2 separate regions of the Mus musculus genome follow, and region 1 is linked to region 2. The links are chromatin contacts, called in public promoter capture Hi-C maps. All regions are on one chromosome and are shown on one strand. The core of a region is the stretch at or near the end of the contact, and the rest is flanking DNA. Distances in the headings are between cores, read along the strand shown.

What was found. Promoter capture Hi-C pulls out the DNA fragments that hold promoters and counts their contacts.
Region 1: a contact with region 2 is called in a promoter capture Hi-C map of macrophages, with 5 read pairs. The contact joins the promoter of Spic here to the enhancer-like site in region 2. A contact is called at or near these places in 13 of 39 promoter capture datasets (the 3T3-L1 cell line, 3T3-L1-derived adipocytes, the HPC-7 cell line and 8 more), 2 of 484 Hi-C or Micro-C datasets (B cells and cerebellum), 4 of 115 datasets of contacts at active chromatin or transcription factors (CD8 T cells, bone marrow-derived macrophages and embryonic stem cells) and 3 of 9 other capture datasets (adipose tissue, liver and pancreatic islet).

What each region holds. Positions count from the first base shown.
Region 1 is chr10:88,678,295-88,684,647 of GRCm38.p6, forward strand. It overlaps Spic (Spi-C transcription factor (Spi-1/PU.1 related)), which reads right to left and starts at 4,729. Exons shown (of 6, transcript NM_011461.3): 1 at 4,681-4,729; 2 at 2,185-2,280; 3 at 1,565-1,661; 4 at 230-342. The coding sequence starts at 2,187.
Region 2 is chr10:88,573,730-88,580,127 of GRCm38.p6, forward strand. The region is part of intron 3 of Mybpc1 (myosin binding protein C, slow-type); the gene reads right to left. Among named protein-coding and RNA genes, the nearest start is that of Mybpc1, 28 kb to the right of the region's middle. Within about 2 kb of position 5,107, at least 16 of the 459 cell types and tissues checked have an H3K27ac peak or open chromatin away from gene starts, as enhancers often do. A contact at or near this core is called in the HPC-7 cell line, bone marrow-derived macrophages and macrophages, where this site is marked.

The DNA.
Region 1 (6,353 bases), core at 3,479-5,978, 100 kb after region 2:
ACTCCTTGGAAGTTTCACCGAGGAGAATGTTGTACTTGTTTGGGGCCCTCTGTCTGTCAGGGGCTCCAGGTTATTGTTCAGACCCTTCCCAGCTTCCTCTCTCTGCTGCTATTTCCTTCTTTTACTCCTCTTCGCTCTAAACTTAATAAACTCACTCATTCTACAGCAAAAGCATGGCTGTCATGGGTCTTCCCATGCAGGGCAGTTGATCTCGGTAAAAGCTACTCACTGTTACACCTCTCCAGTCATAGAGGGGGTTCTCTGTGGGTGACATTCCATAGTAGTTAGCGTTGCCTCTGACGTGAGGATAAGGGTTAATGATAGCCATGTAATTTCTATTTTCTAAATAAAGACAGAACAGAAAGACATTTAGTAACTTTACACATGCGTTTATATATGAACACATCTGTAAGCAACCCAAGGTGACATCTATTCTATTGACTACTGCCTTTTAAGCTTTCTTACCACTTTGTATTTCTACCATGACATTTATCCCAGGAATTTTGTATTATGGACACTGTTCTTCATAACCCATTCCCTCTACGGAAAAAAAATATTCCATTCTATGTACCTATCTATAGTACCTAAGTGTCAGGCTGGAACTCCCTGAAATACTACTGTCTGTAAAACTCATTAGACAATATATTGCATTTCATCAAGATCAAAGAGTCGGTAGAATAGAAGTTATAATCTGTAGAATGAGTTAGGATAAAAATCTTTCCATGCAGACTAAGTCTTGGGTGAGTGGAAAGCCTGAAATATAGAACAAAAGTGTTTGTTGTTTTTTCTGGGCTGGGGAGATGATATACTGGTGAAAGCACTTGGCACAGAAGTGTAAGGATGAGTTCAGAACCCCAGAACCTAAGTGAAGTGCATCAAACATGTCTGTATCCCTCTTTCTGTGGCAAGATAGGGGGTAGAGTTAGGAGACTCTCCAGAAGTTCTTGGGTCAGCTAGCCTGGTATATGCAACTGTTTTGAGAATCTCATCCAAACACAGTGGGAGGCAAGAATGACACCCAATATTGTCCTCTGACCTCCACAATTATGGCACAGATAATATACATATATACACATATGCACACATACATATATATTGTTTTACAGGAAGCTATTCCTGGAAAGTCAGGATGATTTAATGAGTAATCATGTAGGCAGACTTTATGTTTACTCTGTCTGATTGAGACAATCTAGCTACATATCTCAGGCTGGTCTCAAGTAACGACCCCCTTGTCTTAGTACCTTTTACAGTTATTTTATGGATATGAGTGTTTGGCCTGCATGTGTGTGTACTACATGCAGGTTTACATGTGTGAGTACACATGTGTGTGAGCCTAAGTTAACTTCCAGATATCCACCATCCTTCAATAGCCCTGTTTTTTGAGATAGGGTCTCATTGGCCTAGAACTCATCAATAAAGGTATGTTGGTTAGCTCAGAAGCCAGGGGAAAACCACCCTTCCCCAGCTTTGCGAGTTTAGTAGGCTTCCTATTACTCTTACATATGTATGTGTACATGTCTGTCACATGTGTGCCAGGAGATGAGAGTAAATGACTTATTTTTACCTGAGGAGTATTGACTTTCTCCAGCTGATTGTTGGATCAATATGTCAATGGCGTCTTGAAATGTTTGCCCCAAACTGTCTTGATCAATACAACAAGTCTGTGGAAACAAATGGCAAATGCAGGCGTTCTGAGATGATTGTTAGGAGTTTCAACTTCAGCACCATGGACATCGTAGACTGGCTAAGTTGCCATTGCAGGATGCCCTGCTTTTCCCTACAATGCTCGCCAGTTTCGTGGGCTCTCCCAAGAAGAAGCTATAGCTATAGTCGTGACAATCAAAAGTGGCTCAGGGGTTGTCAAATGTGAGAGCCATTTTCCTAGTTTGGTTTTTTAAGTATTGATCTTTTAGTCTATAGAAATCATATTAATTTTATATAGTATGAACTTTTATATGGCATAATTAACAATTATGGGTTCAATCCCCCCAGCACTGCATAAACAGGAGCCTGATAGCTTGTGTCTTGTAAGCCAAGTGGAGGCAGAATGATCTGTGTTCGGTCAAGTTCGGTCCTGGTAACAGGGCAAGTACAGGGTCAACATGTGATACATTTACCCTGTCTCAAAAAGAAAAGTCATTAGTTTCAAAAATTAAGAATTTTTTTAAAAAAATGCCGACTGACCATTATTCATGAATTGAAGAGTCTTGGGTTGCGGAAATGTCAGCGAGTAAGCGCGTGCACACTGGCTTGCAGCAGGCTCTGAGTTCAATACACGTTCTGGGGAAGGCAGGAGAGAAAGACCAATTAAATAAAACAGTTCCAGATAGGCTAACATTTATTATTTGCCTTTTGCTTTGTTTTTGTTTTTATTTTTGTTTTTGTTTTGCGAGACAAGGTCTCAGCCTGTAACCTAGAATGACCTCCAATTCTCCTGCCTCAGCCTCTTGGGTGCTGGGATTACTGATATGGCCTTAAAAGAAAAGTAGTTTTTAATTTGATTCTAAATGAACACCTGGCCCAGGAAATGTTTTGGTTTAGTTTGGTTTTTGGGTTTTTTTTTTTTGTTTTTGTTTTTGTTTTTGTTTTTTTGAAAATGTTATGAATGCAAGATGCCACAATCTGAATATTTCACTTTTCTATCACTGTGTGTGTGTGTGTGTGTGTGTGTGTGTGTGTGTGTGTGTGTGTGTGAGAGAGAGAGAGAGAGAGGGAGAGAGAGAGAGAGAGAGAGAGCAGGCATGCACATGAAGCTGCTCTTGCATGCTTATGTATAGAGAGCAGAAGTTGATGCCCAGTGTCTTCCTCCGCCACTCTCTTCCTTACATAAGGAAGCAGGATCTCTCATGTGCCCCAGAGCTTGCTGATTGGGTCTAGTTAACCAGCTGGTGCCGCCTGTCTCATGTCTCGAGGTTACAGGAGGCTACCACACCCTGACAAACTATACTCGTTTGGTCTCTGGTACTAGGATAAAACACCCTGACCAAAGCAACTTGAGAGACAAGGCTTTATTTCATCTAACCTTCCTTTGACATCATCCAGGGTTGTCAGGACATACACCACAGAGGATGTACTTGTTCAGCTTGCTCGCTTTCTTACCTAACTCAGGACCACCTGCCGAGGGGGGTAGCATCACCTGCAGTGGTCAAAGCCCCTCTCACATAAAATCATTAATTAATAAAAAGATCTACAGGCTGACCCATAAGCCAGCTTAATTGAGACATTTCCTCAATTAAGTTTCTTCTTCCCAGATGACTTTGTACTCAGGCAGCAAAAACCTAACTAGTGGGAGTTCTGGAAATTTAAACTCTGGTCTTCAAGTTCACAGCAGAAGCACATTTGCCTGCAGAGCCATTGACTCGGCTCCTCTAACTTCTTAAATGTGAAGACAGCTGATGTTAATCACTGTCGCTGCGTAATTGATGACACAGAAATAACTGGAACATATTTAAGAATTCCAACGACTTATTTTATACACGGGGCATGGTGGTGTAGAGTTCCAGTAAACACTGGGTTTCTGTGAGTTAGAGGCTGTGTGTGACTTTTTCTTTTTTTCTCAAGGAAGAAAGATTCACGCTATTATTATCCCTTCTTGAGATTTGTATTTTCTCTAAGACACCGGTTGTCAGAGATGACCTTAAGTTCTCCATCCTCATGTGACTTGCTGAATGGTGTAACAAAGAAAAGCCACATAAGAAAGTGTGGGACTTTAACACAGATTACTTCATCATTAAACATAGGCTCAAGTTCTTACCCTGTAATCCTAGCTGATACTCTTTAGTATTACTTAATATTCAACATTTAATACTGATTAATACAGTGAGATGACAATACATCATCTTTGCACTAGATCACTTAAAAGAAAACATAAGAAGCCAGGCGTTGGTGGCGCACACCTTTAATCCCAGCACTTGGAAGGCAGAGGCAGGCGGATTTCTGAGTTCGAGGCCAGCCTGATCTACAGAGTGAGTTCCAGGACAGCCAGGGCTATAGAGAGAAACCCTGTCTCGAAAAAAAAAAAAAAAAAAGAAAGAAAAAAAGAAAAGAAAATGTATAAATTATAGTTTAGGCTATGTTCTTTTTTTGGGGGTGGGGTGGGGGGTGATCTCTTTACTCTTTTCACACAATGACAGTGTAGCCTGGTCTAAGATCACACACTCATTCTGTAGTCCAAACTGGTCTTAAACTTGCCAATCTTCTTGTATCAGCCTCCCAAATGCTGAGATTGTCGTCGTGCGCTAGCCCACCCATCAAATGAATACTATCAGTGTTAGGTATTTTTTAAAAAGCCATTCATGACTTTTAAACTATGACCTCACCCTGTAGTGCTGAAGGTTATTGTATTTTGAACTCACTCTTTAACAGCGCCTAGAGTATGAGAATAGAAGCAAACTCTTTTTACTAGCTCCCGAAAACAAGGTTTCTATGAACTGTAAATAAAGGAGCTTAATCAGTTTAATTAGAGTTTGTGTTATAAAGACCCACAGCCTCTACAGCCTCAAGCCTGCCTTTCCATTCCAAGCAGTATTTCAACTGATGATTCAGCTTTAGCTTATCAATGGCTTACTATTTCTCGCAGCGGAACAGACAGTAAAACAATAGCCCAAGAAACATTCATCCCAAGGAGAAAATGGAACACTTAATACAAAGGTTCAGGGAAGACATAAACTGAACACTTACCAGGAAAACCAAGTGGCGATATCTGTACTGAAATGTCAAGGACGCTATCAACAACACCCTGGCAGAGTCGCATTAAATAGCTATTTTTTAAGGAAGTGCTGCAAAGGGGATTTTTTTTAAAAGGCACAGTGCCTGCATAATTCTACTTCTTGATGTGACCAAGTAAGACACCAGGGGCTATTATTTTGAAAGGACATGTAATAGTTAGCATTCTCTGGGGCATTAGAATCAAACTCAAGGCTCAGCACCCAGTCCCCACAACATTCTCCCCCCCCCCCCAACACTCCACTCACTCCTCTGAGCTGCTAACTCCATCCAGAAACCTCTGACCTTAGCCACCCCTCTTTTCTCACTTATATCATCTCTCCCAGTTTTGGACTTCACACTCTAGACTATGGACTTCTTCTCAACAGCCTGCCTACGAGCCCTTTAGATCAGGCTCCCCACAATAAACCAGCACTTGATTGTAACCCTTCCTTTGAGACTTAGAGCCCCAGCCCCCACATGACAGCATTTGGTGTGACCAACCTAAAGCTTAGTTCTCACAGTTGACTCAAGAGGGAGTTTAAAGGAGACCTGAGACAAAGTCAAGACTCTTACGTTCAAACCTGATGAGCTACGTTCAGCTCCCAAACTTACAGAGTGGAAGAGAGAACTGACTCCTTCAAAAGACTAATTGTAGTATCACACTCAGTATCAGGCTTACGTACTACTCAGGAGAGGCGGGAGGACCACTGTACGTTTAAGAACAGCCTGGGCTACATCACATCACAAGAAGGAAAGGGCTACAACTCAAGAAAAGAAAGGAAAAGAAAAGGGGAGATGACTCAGAAGTTAAGAACACTGGCTGCAGACTGGAGAGATGGCCCAGCCGTTAAGAGCACTGACTGCTCTACCGAAGGTCCTGAGTTCAAGTCCCAGCAAACTACAAGGTGGCTCACAACCATCCATAATGAGATCTGACATCCTTTTCTGGTGACAGCTACAGTGCATTTACATATAATAAATAAATCTTTGGGCTGGAGCAAGCAGGGCTGGAGCTCAATTCCCATCAACCATATGATGGCTCACAACCATCAGCTACAGTGAGCTCTTCAGCTATAGTGTGCTCATCAGCTACACAGTGTGCCATCATCCACAGTGTGCCATCATCCGCAGTGTGCCATCATCCACAGTGTGCCATCATCTAGTGTGCCATCATTCACAGTGTGCCATCATCCAGTGTGCCATCATCCACAGTGTGCCATCATCCACAGTGTGCCATCATCCACAGTGTGCCATCATCCGCAGTGTGCCATCATCCACAGTGTGCCATCATCCACAGTGTGCCATCATCCACAGTGTGCCATCATCTAGTGTGCCATCATTCACAGTGTGCCATCATCCAGTGTGCCATCATCCACAGTGTGCCATCATCCACAGTGTGCCATCATCCACTGTGCCATCATCCACAGTGTGCCATCATCCACTGTGCCATCATCCACAGTGTGCCATCATCCACTGTGCCATCATCCACTGTGCCATCATCCACAGTGTGCCATCACCCACAGTGTGCCATCATCCAGTGTGCCATCAGTCACAGTGCGCCATCATCCACAGTGTGCCATCATCCAGTATGCCATCAGTCACAGTGTGACATCAGCCACAGTGTGCCCATCACAACCATCTGCCAT
Region 2 (6,398 bases), core at 3,857-6,356:
CAGACAAAGGAGCATTTTCTAATTCCTGGAATAGTAAAACTTGGTAGGTAGGTTGTTCACTGGTTTTGGTATTCTCCCTGTTCCCCACTATCTAGACAGAGACAGGGAAATTCACAGGGCAGTGGAGGTGTCACTCCCGATGGCTGACTCTAAGGCCAAATCCAGACAACAGAATCTGGAGGAACCAAAGAGCGGGTCACTTTAAAGGTAAACTGCCCAGCGTAGGTCAGAGAACCAAGCCTGGTTTCCCACTTCTAGGTTCCGCATTGTGCTCGGTGGGAAATTACATAGAGGAGAATAAGTTAACAGGGTCATGACCTGCAGGAACAGATGTAAAGAACAATGAATGGAATTGCCCTGCAAGGAAGAAAAGTACAAAACCAAAACCAAACAGACCAAAAAGGAGAGAGAGGAGAAGAAACTGGTCGGAGCGTCCCCATAAAGAGAGACAAGCTGAAAGAGAAGCTTGTTTTGTATCTTCTAGTCTGCAAGGAGATGCAAAGTTGACCTGGGTCAGCAGTTGACTCCAGTGGGGGAGTGTGGAGGTTATGTAGCAGGGGACTGTGGTGACGGTCCCTCTCGGAGCCAAGTGCAGGCACAGTTCTGTTGTTGACACTTGATAACTGGGAGGAACTGCACGGGTCAATGACTCTGTACTTGTTCATGGTTCATAATAAGAAGGGAAGTGCACATTTAATTGTTTTAGTTTTCCTGTGTCAGTCATGCTCAGCACTAAGAATTTTCTTACCCACGATGAGGTTAAGCCAGGTAGTCACTTGATTATGCATTCTTAATTCCCGAGCTAAGGTTAAAGTGCGCTGTGTCTGTGATGCTATTACTAGTAGTGAGTGGTGCTCATCTGTGTAAGGATATGTGTGAGGGATATGAAGACAAGAAGCTTTCTTGGTGTGTCACTTCTATATGTGCAGTGCCCGTGCCACTGACGGGTTCTTCAGCAGCCAGTGATGGGACCGGATTATTAAATGAATGAATGATCAAATGACTTTAGAATCATAGCTACAGCCCATAACACGTGTTTGAAAATGTTTATAATGGTTATACTTACAATTATACACAGATGTAGATTATAACTTCCCACATCTCAGTAGTGGAAGACTGACCTCTGGCTATTTGCTGAATGTTAAAAATGACATTATGATGTATCAAATTCGTCTGTGGTATACGTGGCTGGATTCTTGAATGTTGTGCCTTGTATCATGCAAAGTTAATTGTCTCTCAACACATTAGTTTTCTTACCCGGGGAAATGTAAAGAAAGGTTGCTGTAAGCGCTACAAACTGAATAAAACAGGGATTAGAATCAACACAGCCCCAGAAAAGAGTCATTAGTGCTTGTGTAAGCTCGGGGTCCGGGTGCCTTGTCGAGTCGTGCTTGCTCACCTGAATCTTTTCTCTCCAGGGCCCGACTACCCAAACCTGGAAGGAAAACATGATTTGGAAGATGCAGGAGAGGGGAGGAAGGAGGGAAGGGGGTGGCTGCAACCTTCTGGGGGCACCCCTACACCCTATCTCTTTGTGTTATAGAGGAAGGAAACTACAAGTTGGCTTGAGTGGAATCCCAACTGTGAAAGACTCTGTTAAGAATCTGCCATCTTTAAGACAATAATGCAATTTAAAAAATATAAATAAGGGGTGTATATAGATGAAAATGAATGATAAACATTTTCATCCCTAAAATGATCATATCCAAAATTTCCTTCTTTCCTTCTTTCCTTCTTTCCTTCTTTCCTTCTTTCTTTCCTTCCTTCCTTCCTTCCTTCCTTCCTTCCTTCCTTCCTTCCTTTCTCTCTCTCTCTCTTTCTCTCTCTCTCTCTCTCTCTTGACAGTGTCACCATGATGTGACTCAGGCTGGTCTTGAACTCACTCTGTAGCCCATGCTGGTCTGGCCTTGAGATCCTCCTGCCTTGGTCTCCCCAGTATTGGGCTCATGGGTATGCACCACCACACCTGGCTAGAAAATCTTCCCTTTCGGGAGATTGACATGGAAATCATCATTAAAGCCAATGTCTCCCCTCTTGCTCCCCCAAGTCTTTGCTGCTACCATAGGTCAATGAATTAATGAGTTCAAAGTTGGGCCGGGGAGTCATCCTAACCTGGAGGTAGGGCACTCGGCGGAGAAGCCTCATCTTCCTCTGAAACAAGAAACAGGAGGAAAAAGTCAAGGAGAGAAGAACTTCATCCACGTAACCTGGGGAAGAAGAGTCTGGAAAAGAAGAGAGAGACTACACAGAGCATTTTCAATCGCTGAGTGAACCATGGGAGACTTCGCACCTGCTGGTAACCTTTGAGAGTGTGGGCAAAACCCAAACCAAACAGAAGGAGAATACAAAAATGGTGTGAGAGCTAGATAATTCAAATGAAAACATAGATTTTTTTTTAAATGGAACTATGCCAGAGTTTTTGTGACTGTAAGTTAGTGGGAAAATAATGGAGGGGGTTTCCAAGTTTTTTTTTTTATTTCATAGATGAAATCAATGGCAGATGTTATTCATATATCATATTCATTTAGACCCTGACATGCAAGCTTTTAGGGACTATTTGAGAACTGTTTCCACCCAGTGAACCCCAGAGTTTCCTGTCTGTATGTAAGAAACCGAAATTCAAGTTGATGGATATAAATTAATCAGTTTTATTAAGTTTAGTGATCATCATCTTCATAACTTCACAGCCATTTCCCTAAGATGGTATTGGTCCTTCCAGCACTACGTGATTCAAAAATTACTCATGCAAATTTATAAATCCCCAGATATGTTGTGTAGTACTTAAATGCTCAGAGGCACACTGAAGTGTGCCCCTTTCCGACATACCTATATAGCAACATGCATACTTTGCATGCTTAAAGAGGCAGCTGGTAGTATTGGAAGCTTTGACCCTTCCTCCCCAAAGCATGCAGGCTAGGGTTTGAATAAATAATATACATTGTCACTTTTCAAAATAGGGCCTCAGAGGACCTTAGTTGACCTCATACACAGTATACGGAAGATCCACGTACCCACAATGTTTACTACAAGCAGTTTAAAAATTACTGAGAAGGTAGGATTTTGTGTGATCTACTTAAATATTTACCACAAATACTATTTTAGTGGCTCTACATTACTTTCAACCAAGGATAAATCTTACCATTTCTTTAAACAAAATATTACAACATAGTCATAGAGACACCCTGGTGTTTGTTACTTCAAAACTCGGGAGCAGATTCACCTGGGTATAAAACTTGGTCTTGCTCAGTGGAAGACTTTAGTGATCGGAGAGGGTTGGAAAATGCTGGACTGGGCATTTATATTTTATTGTGTTGGTTTTTTGCTTGTTCACTGGCACACATGTGGAAGCCCTCAGTGAGTCCAGGCGCACCAGGAGTGGACACGAGACAATGCACCTCTTAAACTCATTTCCCTTTGGAATTCTCTTCCCTTGGAATACTCATTAGCATTCCAAAGACTGCACATTGATAGCTACCTCTGAACCATAAGTATAGAGAGCTGACCTGGAACTCACGAGCCTTTAGCTGGAAATCTTCCTCCTTTGGCCTCCTGAGAGCTAGGCTTACTAGTTCTCATCTCTATGATGGACCTTGGATGCTGAAAATCTGACCTTAAACTCTCAAATGCTGGCCTGATTGAGTTTAACTGAATTGGGTAAAAAAAAGAAAACTTTAACTTTTATTTTATCTACCATTAAAGGCAGCAGGCTGTGTCCCCTAGCTGCACAGAAGGGCAATTTAACAAAGCAGACCTTTTTTTTTTACCATGGGAAAATAGCAGCTGTAGAGTCATGACAATGCTGGCTAGCCAACTGAAGTCTCCCAGGAAGAGGTCAGAGGAGAGAGAGGATTCAGCCACCCTCACAACCTAGGGTCTCAGTGAGGTGCCCATGAGTCCTCCGGGTTGTGTGTAATCCTGCTGTTAATCACAGCCATCCCAGAGCCTGGAAGGCATAGTTTCAGGCTTTGTTGGGCATACAATTATTTCTACCAGGCTGTCCTTGAACTCAAAGTGATCCACCTTGCTTTTGCCTCCCAAGTGCAGAGTTTGAAGGTGAGTGCCACTGTGCTGGGCTTCCTGTCATTGGTTGTCAATTGCCTGTTAATGTAAAAAGTCACAGGCAACGTAAACCTCCAAGAAAGATTGAGGCTTTAGAATGAAGATGGAAAGCATATAAAATATACAAGGTTCATAACAGACATCAACTACATATGATATAGCTTGTCTGACTTAGGCAAATTCAGGAATGTTTCAAGTACGGCAATCATGTCCAGAATCACAACAGCAACAATAAAATATTGGAAGACAGCAATACCAGCTAACATTAATTCATGATATTTTGAGTCATTTGATTAACTTATACTGTTTAAAACATCATATGCCTTTACATTTTGATGCTTACAAAACAAATCAGTATTCATCTTATCACAAATATGTATATTTAATAAGTTTTTCCCCCTCCAAACCTATTAGGTCAATGTTATATTTTCTAATAGTTGTTTTAGAATTGGAAAAAATACAATGATGCTAGTTTCTTAACAAAGTCCATTACCGTGAAACTATGATATTAGATGCCTATGGTAGTTTGAATAGGAATGCTTGGTCCACAGGGAGTGGCATTATTAGGAGGCATGGCCTTGCTGGAGTAGGTGTGGCCTTGCTGGAGGAAGCATGTCAGTGTGGGGGTGGACTTTGAAGTCTCATATGTTCAAGCTATCCCCAGTGTGGTACACAGTCTCCTTCAGCTGCCTGCGGATCAAGATGTAGAACTCTCAGCTCCTCCAGCACTGTGTCTGCTTGCGAGATGCCAAGTTTCCCTGCCGTGATGATAATAGACTAAACCTCTGAAACTGTAAGCCAGCCCTAATTAAATGGTTTTCTTTATAAGGGTTGCTGTGTCTCTTCAGTCATGGTGTCTCTTTACAGCAATTAAACAGATACTAAAACAATATCTAAAGGTAAATTGCTTAAATACATTTAAACAAGTGAGTAAAAAGCACCAGGGTGTTGTTATTGTAGGCATAAAGGAACCTAAATGAAGAAAATGAGTTAATGGTTCCTTAAAGACATTGCATCTGTCAGGAGAGCAACTCGGAATATCTGCTGACTCATTTCCTCATGTGCCAGTCATGTGCCAGTCACAATCGTGCCAGGAGGAGAGACTTCTGCTTAAGTTATTCGAGAGATTTATTTTTTGACAGCTTAATGTTAATTCCTGGGAAAGGTAAATACATTTTTATTTTCTTTATAGCAACGACAAAAGGCAAGCATTTTTCTGGAAAGAAACCAAAAGGAACAGTAATTATTTTAACCAAGCTTTCTGTTTTATATGTGTGTCTATGTGTGTTACATACACACACAAACACACACACACAAACTGAACTAATAGGATATTTAAAACATTATTTTTGGAGATAGGGTCTTACTTCTTAGCCCTGGCTGGCCTGGAACCCAGGTTTCCTACTTCAACGCCTCAAGTGCTAGGTTTATAGGTGTGCACCACTGTGACTAATTCAGAATCTCCTAATATGTTTGAAGAAGTTGGCAGATATAGCTAACACCCCAATTATAAGGTTAATATGAAAACCAAGCAACTCTCCTTGGCTACAAAAAAAAGTATTTTTTTTTCTCAGAAAAATTTGAAGTTGTCCCAGAATAATTCAGTCAAAATTAATCTTTTAACATTTTTTCCTTTGTTTTCAGTGTTATCTGTATGGAGGGTATGCCTGAACCTTGTGTAAGCTGTGCCTGTAGAGGCCAGAAGAAGTTGTTATAGCCCTAGGACTACGATTACAGATAACCTGGGTCCCCTTAGAAGGCCAATATTACTCACTGAACCATCTCTCTAGGGCAGCAAAATATTGTTAAAAGGGATAGACTTAGAACTTATTTATCAAATATATTTTAACTGTTCAGAGGATGAGAGGACATAGTAATAAAAGATAGCAGGGTAAGTTCAGAACTAATTTCCATTTTTGGAAGTTTCAAGCAAGTTGTTCTATATTACCCTCACCAACTGTATGTATGCAGCTTGCCCAGAAAGTGAGAAATAGGAATAAAACTTTATCTAAATCGACAGTGTTGGTATGGTCAGTGGGTGAGCCAGTATGGAAATTCAACTGTTGATTCACTCTGCAAGTACTTATTGGGAGGTTGTCATGTGAGCCTCTGTGACAGATGCCACTGGGAATGGAGATGAGGAGACCAAAGAGGTGTTAAGACACCGTGCCTGACCATGGAAAAGCAAGCAGCTGGTTAGGGAAAGGGGTCAAACATTAATACATGACTAACTAGAGACAGCCGTAAATGGCGGAGGCAATGGGTCCAAGAAAAATCAGGAGGGAGACAGAAGGGTGGAAATGAGCCAGATGGTCAGGGGCGAGTTGTCAAAGGACTGA